Regions from separate parts of the Mus musculus genome. Here region 2 is linked to region 1. The links are chromatin contacts, called in public HiChIP or PLAC-seq maps. All regions are on one chromosome and are shown on one strand. The core of a region is the stretch at or near the end of the contact, and the rest is flanking DNA. Distances in the headings are between cores, read along the strand shown.

Region 1 (5,494 bases), core at 1,361-3,860:
TGTTCTGACATTTGCAGTCCCCCAGTCTCTGACCTAGATTCTTCCCGTCTGTCTGTCATCATTTCCCACTAATCTTCCTGTGCCCCTCTGTTTGCATCTCTTCTCTCTCATTTGCTGCTATGGGCATAGACACTAAAAGACTTACCAAGTGCATTCACACTAATTACTGCACAAAGCAATTATCCGTAGGAAGGAGGCGTTCCAAGCAGGTAAGGTGAAACCACCCCGTTTCTGAGCACGGATGCTGTGAGCGCTCCTTTATCCCCTTGGAGACCTCTTGGGCACCCTTACTGGTTCTTCACTGTCTGTAGTGGGCCACAGCTCTACGGAGCTCTGCAGATGTGGAGTGATTGCTCTGTTCTCCTGGGGAGCAGCATAATCGTACTTATTGCTGGTGCTGTGTGGTTTCCTGCCTAGGGCCGTGTGTACTCATCCTTAAGTACATACATTCTCAGTCCAGTAAAGCAACCTTGCTGACCCCTCTGCTTCCTCACTCATCTCTCACAATCCTCAAACACCCTCCCCTTCCCCAAGAACTGGGTTTCTCTGTGTAGCCCTGGGTATCCTGGAACTCACTCTGTAGACCAGGCTGGTCTCAAGACTCAGGTATCTCCCTGCCTCTGCCTCCCGAGTGCTGGGATGGCAGGTGTGCGCCACCACACCCTGCTCCTTTTCTCACTGACTTTTGACTGTTGCTTCAGGGCGGGGCCATCTGGTCTCACCATTTCAGGCTTTGGTGGCCTTCTCATGGGCCGTCTTGGAACAAATTGCAAGTGCTTCAGGGAGGGGTGACCATTTCTCTCTCCAGGTGTCAAAGCAGACACCACAGCAGGATGCTTTTGCCAATGGCGCTGCCGCTCCAGGCGAACTTAGGTCCAGAATCTACCCCTAGTGCCCCCTCCCCCATCTCAGAGTCTCATTACCTAAAAACTCAAAGCTCACACATACGGTGTTGTGTTTCAACAGATTTAAAAATGTTATCTTCGAAATTGGTCCAACAGAAGAAGTTGGAGACTTTGAAGTAAAAGCCAAGTTCATGGGAGTTCAGATGGAGACTTTCATGTTGCATTATCAGGTGGGTGTGCACAGGCTCAGGCGTGACGCTCTCCGATGAGGTGGGAGAAAAGATAAGGGAAAGCCTTTGGGGAGAGCTTTGTGTATTCAGAGAGCTCGGTGGGCGCCTAGTTGGGAGAAGCTAAGGGCTTGGGGAGTTGGGTGTGGTCTGTGTCCTCTGAGAGTCGTCCTGTGCGGATGCTTTAGAGTGCTCTGACACCTGAATCTTCACTCCAGCCCTGATGAGCTGGTGCCCTGGCCTTGAAGGAGGTACCTAACCACCAGTGTTAGCAGTAAGAGATTCTTTGCTGCTCTGTACTTGAAATCTCTCTTTGTTTTCATTTTTATTTGATATGGATACCTTTTGTTAGGGATATTACTAAAATTTGTGAACACATTGCCTCGTTGTAACTCTGAATCACATTTTAAATTCAAAATTAACTCTGTAGCCGTTTTATAACGTAGCTGCCCCTAATTTATTTTTAAGTTTCTTTTTTTTTTCTTTCTGGTGCTTACATTTGACCCTCAGCATTGTGCTTGCAGGCTGTTTCCCACTGAGTTCAATTTCCAACCCCAAATACCTGATTTTGGGGAGTGGGAGGAATCTTATGTAGCCCAAACTATCCTCAAATCCACTATGTAGTTGAGTCTGGCCTTGAACACTTGACTCTCCTGTTTCTCCCAAATGCTGGGATTATAGATATGTGCCACCATGCCGAGCTGCCTAAATATCTATTTTTGCACATTAAAAAATGTACCAAATAAGGATGGTGACACGCACCAGTAATCCAGCTCTCAGGAGACAGAGGCAAGAAGATTCAGAGTTTGAGGCCAGCCTGGACTTCATTGTAATTCCTGGCCAGCCTGTATAGTGAAAGCAATCTTCAAAATCCAAAGCCAGAAATAATCAGACAATTGAAAGGATTCATGAGCGGTGTCCAGACCCAACTATGTGTGTACCACATAGTAGACCTCTTACGGTTTTTGTTGGTTGGTTTCTTTTTCTTTTCTTTTTTTTTTTTTTAAAGATTTATGTATTTATGTATGTAGCTGTCTTCAGACACACACCAGAAGAGGGCATCAGATCCTATTACAGAAGGTTGTGAGCCACCATGTGGTTGCTGGGAATTGAACTCAGAACCTCTAGAAGAGCAGTCAGTGCTCCTAACCAGTGAGTGACCTCTTCAGCCTGGTTGGCTCATTTCTTTTGCAGTGCTGAGAATCAAACTTTGAGCCTCACACATGCTCTACTGCCAAACTGCTCTTCCATGTCTTGCCACACCCTGCCTTGCTTGCCACTGCCGTGGTCTAGCAAACCAGGCTGGTGCCTCTCTGTGAGCAAGCGTTCCGCCTTCTGCACAGGATGCTCTCCCCTCCTGGAATCAGCCTCCCTCCCTCTGCTCCCTACCTGCCTCCTGCCTCCATCAAACAGTGAGCACTGGCCCGCGCTGCCCCCCTACAGCCGCAGTGATGGCCCTTCCCCTTGACTCAGCAGCCCTGAGACATCCTCTGTTGACAGTGCGAGCTGACTCATTTCCCTGCCACCCCCAAAACTGGGAACTCCTAAGACAGTATGTCTTAGTCATCTGTACCTCCCTGTTGGTAACCAGTAGTCTCTCAGCGCATATTAATTCAGTAACTGTGAAAGGATTTCTTCACACACTGTAACTAAGCATACTGCATACAGTCCCTATTCCATTGGTTTCACTGCCAGTGCAGGCCAACCAGTCTGCTAAGGAGACTGTACACTGCTGCTCGGATTCAGGAACTGGTCTGCCTCATAGGTGCCTGGGGTTAGGGTTAGGCTAGGCAGAGAGGACACACCATGGTCCCCATCCTTGGGACACTGCGGTCCCTTCATGCCCTTCCTCACCACCACTCACCAGTTTAGTGGTAGTGACGACAGTGCTGTCGTAAGCCGCCAGGACTGCAGAGAACATTAGAAAACAGCCGATCATACCGATCACCCCAGAGCCAGCTCTTTCCTGATGGCCTTGCCACCCAACACTTTGAGCCTCAGCAGCTCATCTCTAAAGTTCAGATAATTATGCTTCATAAGGTTTTTGTAATGCCTTGAAAAAATAGTGTGTAAGGTGCCTAACCGAGGCCACACACAGGCTCGGTGCTGGATGGTTGCTCCTCCTGTTGTACTTGCATTTACGTTAGACAACCTTTCTCATGCGGAGTTGAAGTTGGAGTCATATTCAGTTTACAAGAGACCCTGGGCTCAGTCTCCTAAAAACAAAGGACTCCAGTAGACTGCAGAGCTGGAGATGTAGTTCTGTTGGTAGAATGCTTGTTTGGCAGGCACAAACCCCTGGGTTTGATCTCAGCACTGTAGAAACTGAGCCAGGCAGCACATACCTGTCATCCCACCATGGGGTCAGGAGTATTCGGTCAGCCTGTGCAAAAGTGCCAGGGGTGGAGGCGGGGCGGGGGCAGAGCAACTGGTAGGTACTGAGACATTACAGGTCATTCTCATTTTCATTTCTCATTCTCATTGGCATATTTCATAAATTGAAATGCCTTTACTTTTTCTATGTGTATTAAAACCTCTAACCTACATCTGAAACAATGGGGAAATGCCATCATAACTTCTTTTTGATTAATCATTCCTTTACATTTCAAATCATATCCCCCTTCCAGTTACCCCTCAACAAATCCCATCCCATCTCCCCTCTCCCCTCTCCACCCTCCCCTTTGCCTCTTGAGGATGATGCTTCACCCACTCATCCATGCCCTGCTCACTGCTCCAGCGGCCCCTACCGTTGTAACTTTTGAAATAAGCTTTAAATGTATTTTAACTGAACATAACTCCTAATTTCCCTTTGTGTTTAGAATCTTTTACTATAAACTAAATGATAACCTAAGACTAAGTTGTAGGCTCCCTGTTGCTCCAGCACCCAGGGTAGCTGGCCCCAGGGCAGTCGTGCCCCGTAAAGCTCTGCACTGAGAAGTGTGTCTGACCTGCTGCACCATTTCACACCTGGCACAGAAGTCCTGCCTCTCCTCTCCTGGATCGTGGGGTCCTTCCTTTTCTTGTTCTGGATTCGATGGTGAAATTGTTTTGTTTTGTTTTTTAAACAGGACTTGCTGCAGCTACAGTATGAAGGAGTTGCAGTTATGAAATTATTTGATAGAGCTAAAGTGAATGTCAACCTCCTGATCTTCCTTCTCAACAAAAAGTTCTATGGGAAGTAATGGGTCGCTCGCCGCCCAGAAGAGTTAACAAAAAACGGCAGCACCTCACGGCTGTCTTTCTAGGATCCTCCATTATTCCTTAGAAGCAAGGACCTGGTCCAGTGGCGGTGCCTCAGTTCACACTCCCTCTGACGGACGGACGGACGTCAGTGCCCTCTCCCTTCTCCTTGTGAAGCCATAAGCCTGACTTCCCCTCAGCCCTGCTCCCTCATTTTCTCTCATCATGTAGGAAAGAGTGGGACCCCCTCCCAACCCCTTTCTGTTAAAGCCTCCTAAGTGGTCATTACTACTTTGTAGACATTGGTATTTGTTTTACTTAGCAATAAGAATGGTGAAATTCAAATTCTCGTTTAGAAGTGAAAGCTGTCAGGTTGATAGCAAGCATGCACATCAAATTCACCAGAAGTACAACCCATCGGCGCAGTCAGAGGATGGAGTCTGATGTCTTCCGGCTGCTGCCTTTGTGGGCAGAGCTAATCCAAGTTACTGTTCTCTGTTCAAATGAAGCAGCTTCAGGAGAAAAAGAGCAATTACTTTTGAATTCTCCAATAAATCTGGACAATGCCGTTAGCGAAGAGCCCTTCCTGGTGAAGGCAAACCCATGGTCACAGCAGGCCATTTAGAGACTGAGTGGGCGGGGCACTTACCATCCCTTCCACAAAGGATAGCTTCCCCCAGCTCAAAATGTAACTGTTTCTAAACTGTATTCCAAGAGTGCCTTACCAAAGTATAAATTTATTTCTTAAAATGTGAGTAATAGGAATTTTAAAGATTTATATAATGCTTTTGAACACTCTGAGAAAGGGTTGTTTTTTTTCATTGGGTTAATCTGTATATCTGAATTCTTGAAGCTTTTCTCTAGCCTACAGTAGGGTCGATCTGCCGAGCTGCTGAATAACCCTGCTTGATTTTAGCAACAAGAGACAATCCATGCCATGCTTTTATCCTGAGAAACCTGGACCCTTAGGCTCTGACTAACAAAGACAGTTCAGCTCCAGACACTGAACTTGGAATCCTTTGTCTTTGGATTAAAAGTCATAAACTTAAAAAAAAAAATCTCTTTATTCAAAAAGATAGTTAAATCATGCTACTGAGCCTATGATGTCGTTGATGTTTGGTTCGGTATTCTTGCATAAAACTTAAAAATTAAACGAACGCTGCAGAGTTTACTGATGTATATCAAAGGCCAATAAGCTCTTTTAATTGGTGACAGATCATGCGGTATGTCCCTATTACAAAT
Region 2 (5,494 bases), core at 1,775-4,274, 87 kb after region 1:
ATGCTGTGCTTGCAACATGCTGGGCTGCCCTGAGCGGCCCACACGGCACCCCAGATAACTCTGAAATACTGCGTGAGGTCTCCTGCGTCTCAGGTTCTGAATCTTTACAGTGCTCCTGGGAGCTGAGCTGAGGTCCTCCTAACAGTATATATGAACAGTTTGTGGTCTTTGGGCTTTATGGCCCCCCATACCCCCCTGTTCTCCTCAGTGCAGCCCTCCCTGCCATCACTACCACAGCAGAGGGTTTGCCACAGGAAGTCAGCCTAAACCCTGTGGGGCTCTCAGCACACATCCGCTTTTCTCTGGGATTACACAGGTCAATGGCTTCAGGGCAGCCAGGGAAGCTCTCCTGTGTCTTCCTGCAGTCCAGGCAGAAGGAACATCCATCCCAGCTTGGGACTTAGCATTCTCACAGCAGAAAGAAAAGAGTGTGAGAGTTTGTTTGCATCACACATACATCTGTTTGCTCCTAAGTCATTGACCACGGCCACAGCAAGCCGTGTGGTCCACTTACCTCTCTCCAATCCTTCACCCAGACGGTCACTGAAGGCTACAGCTAGCTCTCAGAGAGGTGGTACAGCATGCGCAGCAGGCGGGGCCTCGCAGAGCCTCACAGAGGTCTGGTCTGTTGAGGGGGATGTAGGATGCATATGGTGACCTCTCATGTGCTTCCCAGCATGCCAGATAATATGCACACCTAAACTCGCCTCTAATGCCCACACTCAGATGGGACAGAGCAGTCCACACATAAGGGATCTCATGCTATTGTACTTTGTCTTATTTTTATTACATTTATTTACTTACTCATATTATACCCGTGGAGTTCAGAGAACAATTTATGGGAGTCACTTTTCTCTCTCCACCATGTGGGTTCTGGGGATTAAACTGAAGCATGGGTGGCAAACTAAAACCACTGAGCCATCTTGCTGGTCCTTTATTTCATGTCCTTAACAAGCCTGAGTGGAAGTTATCATCCCCATCTTATACACCAGGAGGACAGAGGAGCTTGTTAGCAAGTGGAAGATGTTGAGGGATTTCATACATTTTTGAACTACAATATAGATTGCTGGTTTTTTGAATACTAGAGATGAAGTACTGTGTGATTTCTGAACTAATAAATAGGTTTTATAACATATTTATGAAATAATGTCACGCATAAAAGCTATATATCAGAAATGTTCACTCTGAGGTGCAACAATATAAAAGTTAATATAAAGTTATATACAGTTATATAATGTAAAGGTTATATACAGTTATATAATGTAAAGGTTATATACAGGTAGGCTTGTTAATATAAAGTTACATACAGTTATATACAGTTATATACAGTTATATAATGTAAAGGTTATATACAGTTATATAATGTAAAGGTTATATACAGGTAGGCTTGAAGAGCAAAAGGAGCATTAAGTACTGTAGGGCAACAGGGTTTGATTTCTTTTTGATATTTATTTTTGGTTTTGTTTATTTGTTTGTTTCACCCTGTGGCCTAGGTTGGCTTTGAAATTGTGATTATTCTGCCTCTACCCTTCAAATTCTGGGATTACTGGTGTGTGGCACCCAGCTCGATATTGCAGTTTTAAACGTGTGTGTGCGTGTGTGTGTGTGTGTCTGTGTGTGTGTGTGTGTGTGTGTGTGTGTCTGTGTATGGGGGCGAGTGCGTCTGGCATTTGTGTAGAGATCCGAGAATAACTTCATAGAGTTGGTTCTTTCCTTCCTTCTGTTTGTGGGATCAGGGGTTGAACTCAGACTCGGGGTTGGTGAGGCAGGCACCTTTACCCACTGACCTATCTTGCTGGCCCAATAAACACATCTTAGAGGAGAATTTTAGAAGAGCAAGAAGAGCTTGAAGTCGTAGTCCCCCGGATTCTCCATTTCCTAATTGTGACAATTTTTGTATAGAATCTGCCTGCTTCCATATTAACACATTAAAGGCTATTTTTGATATATTCTGTAATTATATAGAAACAGAGCCATGTGTGACATTTTATTTACTTTGACGCAAAGCACCAACATGCAATAGTAAAGTTAGAAGCTCCGGCTTTTGTCTGTTACCAGTTGCTCCTGAGGGTGAGTGGCAGTTCATGGTTGAGGCTAACTGTTCTTCTTTCTCTCTGCAGCCATCACTTCATCAAGCCGATAATGTTCGTGGAACCCGCCACCATGGGCTGGTGGAGAGGCCAGCCCGGAACCGCTTCCACCCCCTTCACCGAAGGTCTGGGGACAAGCCAGGGAGACAGATATCCTTTTTCCCTGTCTGAGGAGAGTGTGTTTTGAAATGATTGAGAAATGGCCGGGATTTATCTCCCTGTGGTTCCCCTGTGGCCTCAGAGCTTCATCTGATCTGCAGAGAGGAAGCAATAAAAGTAACAGAGTTTAAAACTGTAAACATCCCTACAGCCAGACTGGGAAGAGCTCGGTCGTTGGTTATGAGAGCGTCGGTAAAGTTCCGTTGACTAGAACAGAACATAAGCATTCAGTTCTGGTGGACAAGGCATCTTTGACGTTTTCTTCAGAAATCAGCAGTATTAAGCTTGACTTTGAATCAACTAGAGAGATGTAGGCTGTCTAGCCAAACCCAGGCAGATCCATGTGTTTGTGTTTTGTTGACCTGATGACCTGCTTTTGGAACTGAAAGAGGAAATCTTACAAGACTGTCTGTCTGTCTAGTCTCAGACTCAGTAAATGACAGGTAAGATGTAAAGTGGGCGTTTAGGAAGCCTCCTAAACAGAGATGTACCAGCGCACTCTGTGTGGCTGAGTAATGAAGAAAGGAGCTGTGAGCCCGACCGGCTGAGCTCAGCACTGTCTGTTGGGAGTCGGACAGGGGCCAGGCTAGGGTGGCTTTCTGAGTGGGGCCAGCACAGTACTGAGGGTTGGGGCAGACAAACCTGAGCCTGCTGGTTAGGACAAGGAGAGGCAGAAGTGAGGAAGCTTCTCTCACTTCACTGAGCTCAGGACAAGCCTGGCGGAGGAAGGAGCAGATGGGCGGGGCGAGTCTCCCTGCAGAGAGCTGATTCCTGGCAGTGATGGCAGAGTTGGCTTCATAAGCTTAGAAACCAGGAAGTGGGGGAGGGCACTCATGTTTACTGAGCACCTACCCATGCCAGACACTGTGCTAGGCAATTTATATGTCATTTAGTCCTCAGAATTCAATGAGTCGTTTGTTTTTTAACCCTCAGTTTTCCCACGAGAAAACTAAGATATCAGAGTAAGTTGCCCAAGAGTCCACTGCTGCGACTCATGTAGCCCAGGCTCGTCCACTCAGTGGCCATGCTAACATATGCAGGAGAATACTCCTGTGAGGAACAGCAGGGATGTAGAGAGGAAGCCCAGCTTTCCTGGCCATCATGGCCTCTAGGTCTCTCTCTGCTGAGAGGTGAGGACAGTGGTTCTGGGGAGTGTTGACTTCTCCCAGCTCTCCCCACTGGACAGATCCAGCCCACAGGGCTGCAGTGACTTCTAGTTCTCTCTGTTACATGGTGTCCGTCAGGGCACATAAGAATGATGTAGGATCGTGGGAATTCCTTCCCACACTTCATGTAGAATGTAGAGGGTAAAGGGAAGCAGTTTATCTAACGAGCACATCTGATGTGGAGTGGCACACCGAGCGATTGTCCAAATGGCTTGGAATCCTCTAGCAAACAACCAGATGTTTCTCTGCCTGATTGAACTGTGCAGGGGCTGGAGTGTGCAGCTCAGTGGTAGGTGCTTGCCTAGCATTCTTGAGGGTTTGGGTTCAAGAAAAAAAATTTCCCTGGTAGCGTGGCTCAGTGGCAGAGCCTTATGGCTTGTGCACAGCCTAGGGTTCATTCTCAGCATGAAGAAGGAAAAGACTGGAAGGAGGGGGAAGGGAAAGAGAGAAAAGGGAAGAAAAGGGGTAGGGGGAGAGAGAGATGGAGAGAGAGAGAGAGAGAGAGAGAGAGAGAGAGAGAGACACGGACGGGAGAGAGAAGGGGATTGAGGCTTAAAGGTTAAGAAAGAAGTAGGGTGTGATGTGTCCACTCACTAAACACACATGGAGACCCTTTCCTGGACCAGGCAATGTCTTAGGCACAGAGCTCAAAGTGATGAAGGGGATATCAACCCTGTATTTTTGAGTTTTACAGTCCTTTGGGAGACGGTGGACAGCTAAGAGGCAAATAGTAATAATTAATTAATTAAGGAAAATAACTTCAGATAGTATCTTAGTTACTTTTCTAGTTCTGTGATAAGACACCATGTCCAAGGAAAATTATAGAAGAAAGAGTTTATTAGGGGCTTAGAGTCCATGACATCATTGTGGGGAGCATGGCAGAAAGCATGCTGGCAGGCATGGCACTGGAGCGATAGCTGGGCACTCACATCCTGAGACACAACCTCAAAGCAGAGACAGCTAACTGGGAATGTCTTCTGAAACCTCAAAGTCCACCCCTACCCAGTGACACCTCCTACAACAAGGCCACGCCTCCTAATCTTTCCTAACTAGTTCTACCAACTAGAGACCAAGTATTCAAACATGAGAGGCTATGAGGGCTGTTCTCATTCAAGTCACCATAGATAGTATATTCAAGAACTTAGCAGTTCCCAGGAAATGTTCTGACATTGGGAATGGAACAGGTAAAGTCCTAGGAAGGACTGTACTGCGTGTTCAGGGAACCTGTCTCATTCTGGGCAATACATCCTAGAGGATGGCCTGGCTCTGAATCAGTTTGTAAGAGCATTAGCAAAGCTTGCCAGCTCCCAGGGAAAGGAAAAACCAAACAGATATGCAGAGAAAGTTGTTGAGCGCAGAGTGTGATCTGATTCACTGATCATGAGCTGTCTCTCTGCGATTGTTTCCTAAGCCCCTAGTTGGGATTCTGGGCCTGGACCTGTGCTGATATACAGAAGTTCGCTAGCCTAGGGGCGTCACTAATGAACTAATAAGTCCTGTGTGAGGAGTCAAAAGGCTGGGCAGCAAGTGACAAGTGACAGGAAGGACAGTTTGACACCTCAGCTGGTGACTTACTCAGAGTTTGCAGGGAGACAGAGGCCTTCTTGGCTTTTCTGGTGTGTATGCTGTTAGCTATGAAACAGCTCACTTTAAACTCCTGCCTTTCATATTTGTCTATGGTACCAGTCTAATTTTTAAGAATTATCTTTTTTTAAGATTTATTTATTTATTATATGTAAGTACACTGTAGCTGTCTTCAGACACTCCAGAGGAGGGCTTCAGATCTCATTACGGAGGGTTGTGAGCCACCATGTGGTTGCTGGGATTTGAACTCAAGACCTTCGGAAGAGCATTCAGTGCTCTTACCTGCTGAGCCATCTCACTAGTCCCAAGAATTATCTTTTATGCATATTGTATTTTGCCTGCATGTTTGTCTGTGCACATATATGTATCTGGTCCCTATAGAAGTTAGAAGATGTGAGATTTCCTGAAACTGTAGTCACAGACAGTTGTGAGCCACCATGTGAAACCAAATTAGGTTCTCTGGAAGACCAGCCAGTGCTCTTAGCCTCTGAGCCA

Evidence for each region. HiChIP or PLAC-seq counts read pairs in DNA pulled down with a chosen protein or histone mark.
Region 2: a contact with region 1 is called in an H3K4me3 HiChIP or PLAC-seq map of bone marrow-derived macrophages, with 3 times the contacts expected there. The contact joins two enhancer-like sites. A contact is called at or near these places in 2 of 39 promoter capture datasets (the C10 cell line and embryonic stem cells), 1 of 15 datasets of contacts at CTCF or cohesin (CD8 T cells), 10 of 484 Hi-C or Micro-C datasets (CD4 single positive thymocytes, the G1E-ER4 cell line, bone marrow-derived DN2 thymocytes and 7 more), 4 of 115 datasets of contacts at active chromatin or transcription factors (bone marrow-derived macrophages, effector CD8 T cells, large pre-B cells and 1 more) and 1 of 9 other capture datasets (adipose tissue).

The regions. Positions count from the first base shown.
Region 1 is chr7:80,712,592-80,718,085 of GRCm38.p6, reverse strand. It overlaps Iqgap1 (IQ motif containing GTPase activating protein 1), which reads left to right. Exons shown (of 38, transcript NM_016721.2): 37 at 967-1,075; 38 at 4,141-5,494. The coding sequence ends at 4,254. Among named protein-coding and RNA genes, the nearest start is that of Crtc3, 26 kb to the right of the region's middle. Within about 2 kb of position 2,610, at least 105 of the 459 cell types and tissues checked have an H3K27ac peak or open chromatin away from gene starts, as enhancers often do. A contact at or near this core is called in CD8 T cells, the G1E-ER4 cell line, bone marrow-derived macrophages and 1 more, where this site is marked.
Region 2 is chr7:80,626,366-80,631,859 of GRCm38.p6, reverse strand. It overlaps Crtc3 (CREB regulated transcription coactivator 3), which reads left to right. Exons shown (of 15, transcript NM_173863.2): 3 at 2,121-2,240. Among named protein-coding and RNA genes, the nearest start is that of Gm15880, 6.9 kb to the left of the region's middle. Within about 2 kb of position 3,024, at least 231 of the 459 cell types and tissues checked have an H3K27ac peak or open chromatin away from gene starts, as enhancers often do. A contact at or near this core is called in CD8 T cells, the G1E-ER4 cell line, bone marrow-derived macrophages and 1 more, where this site is marked.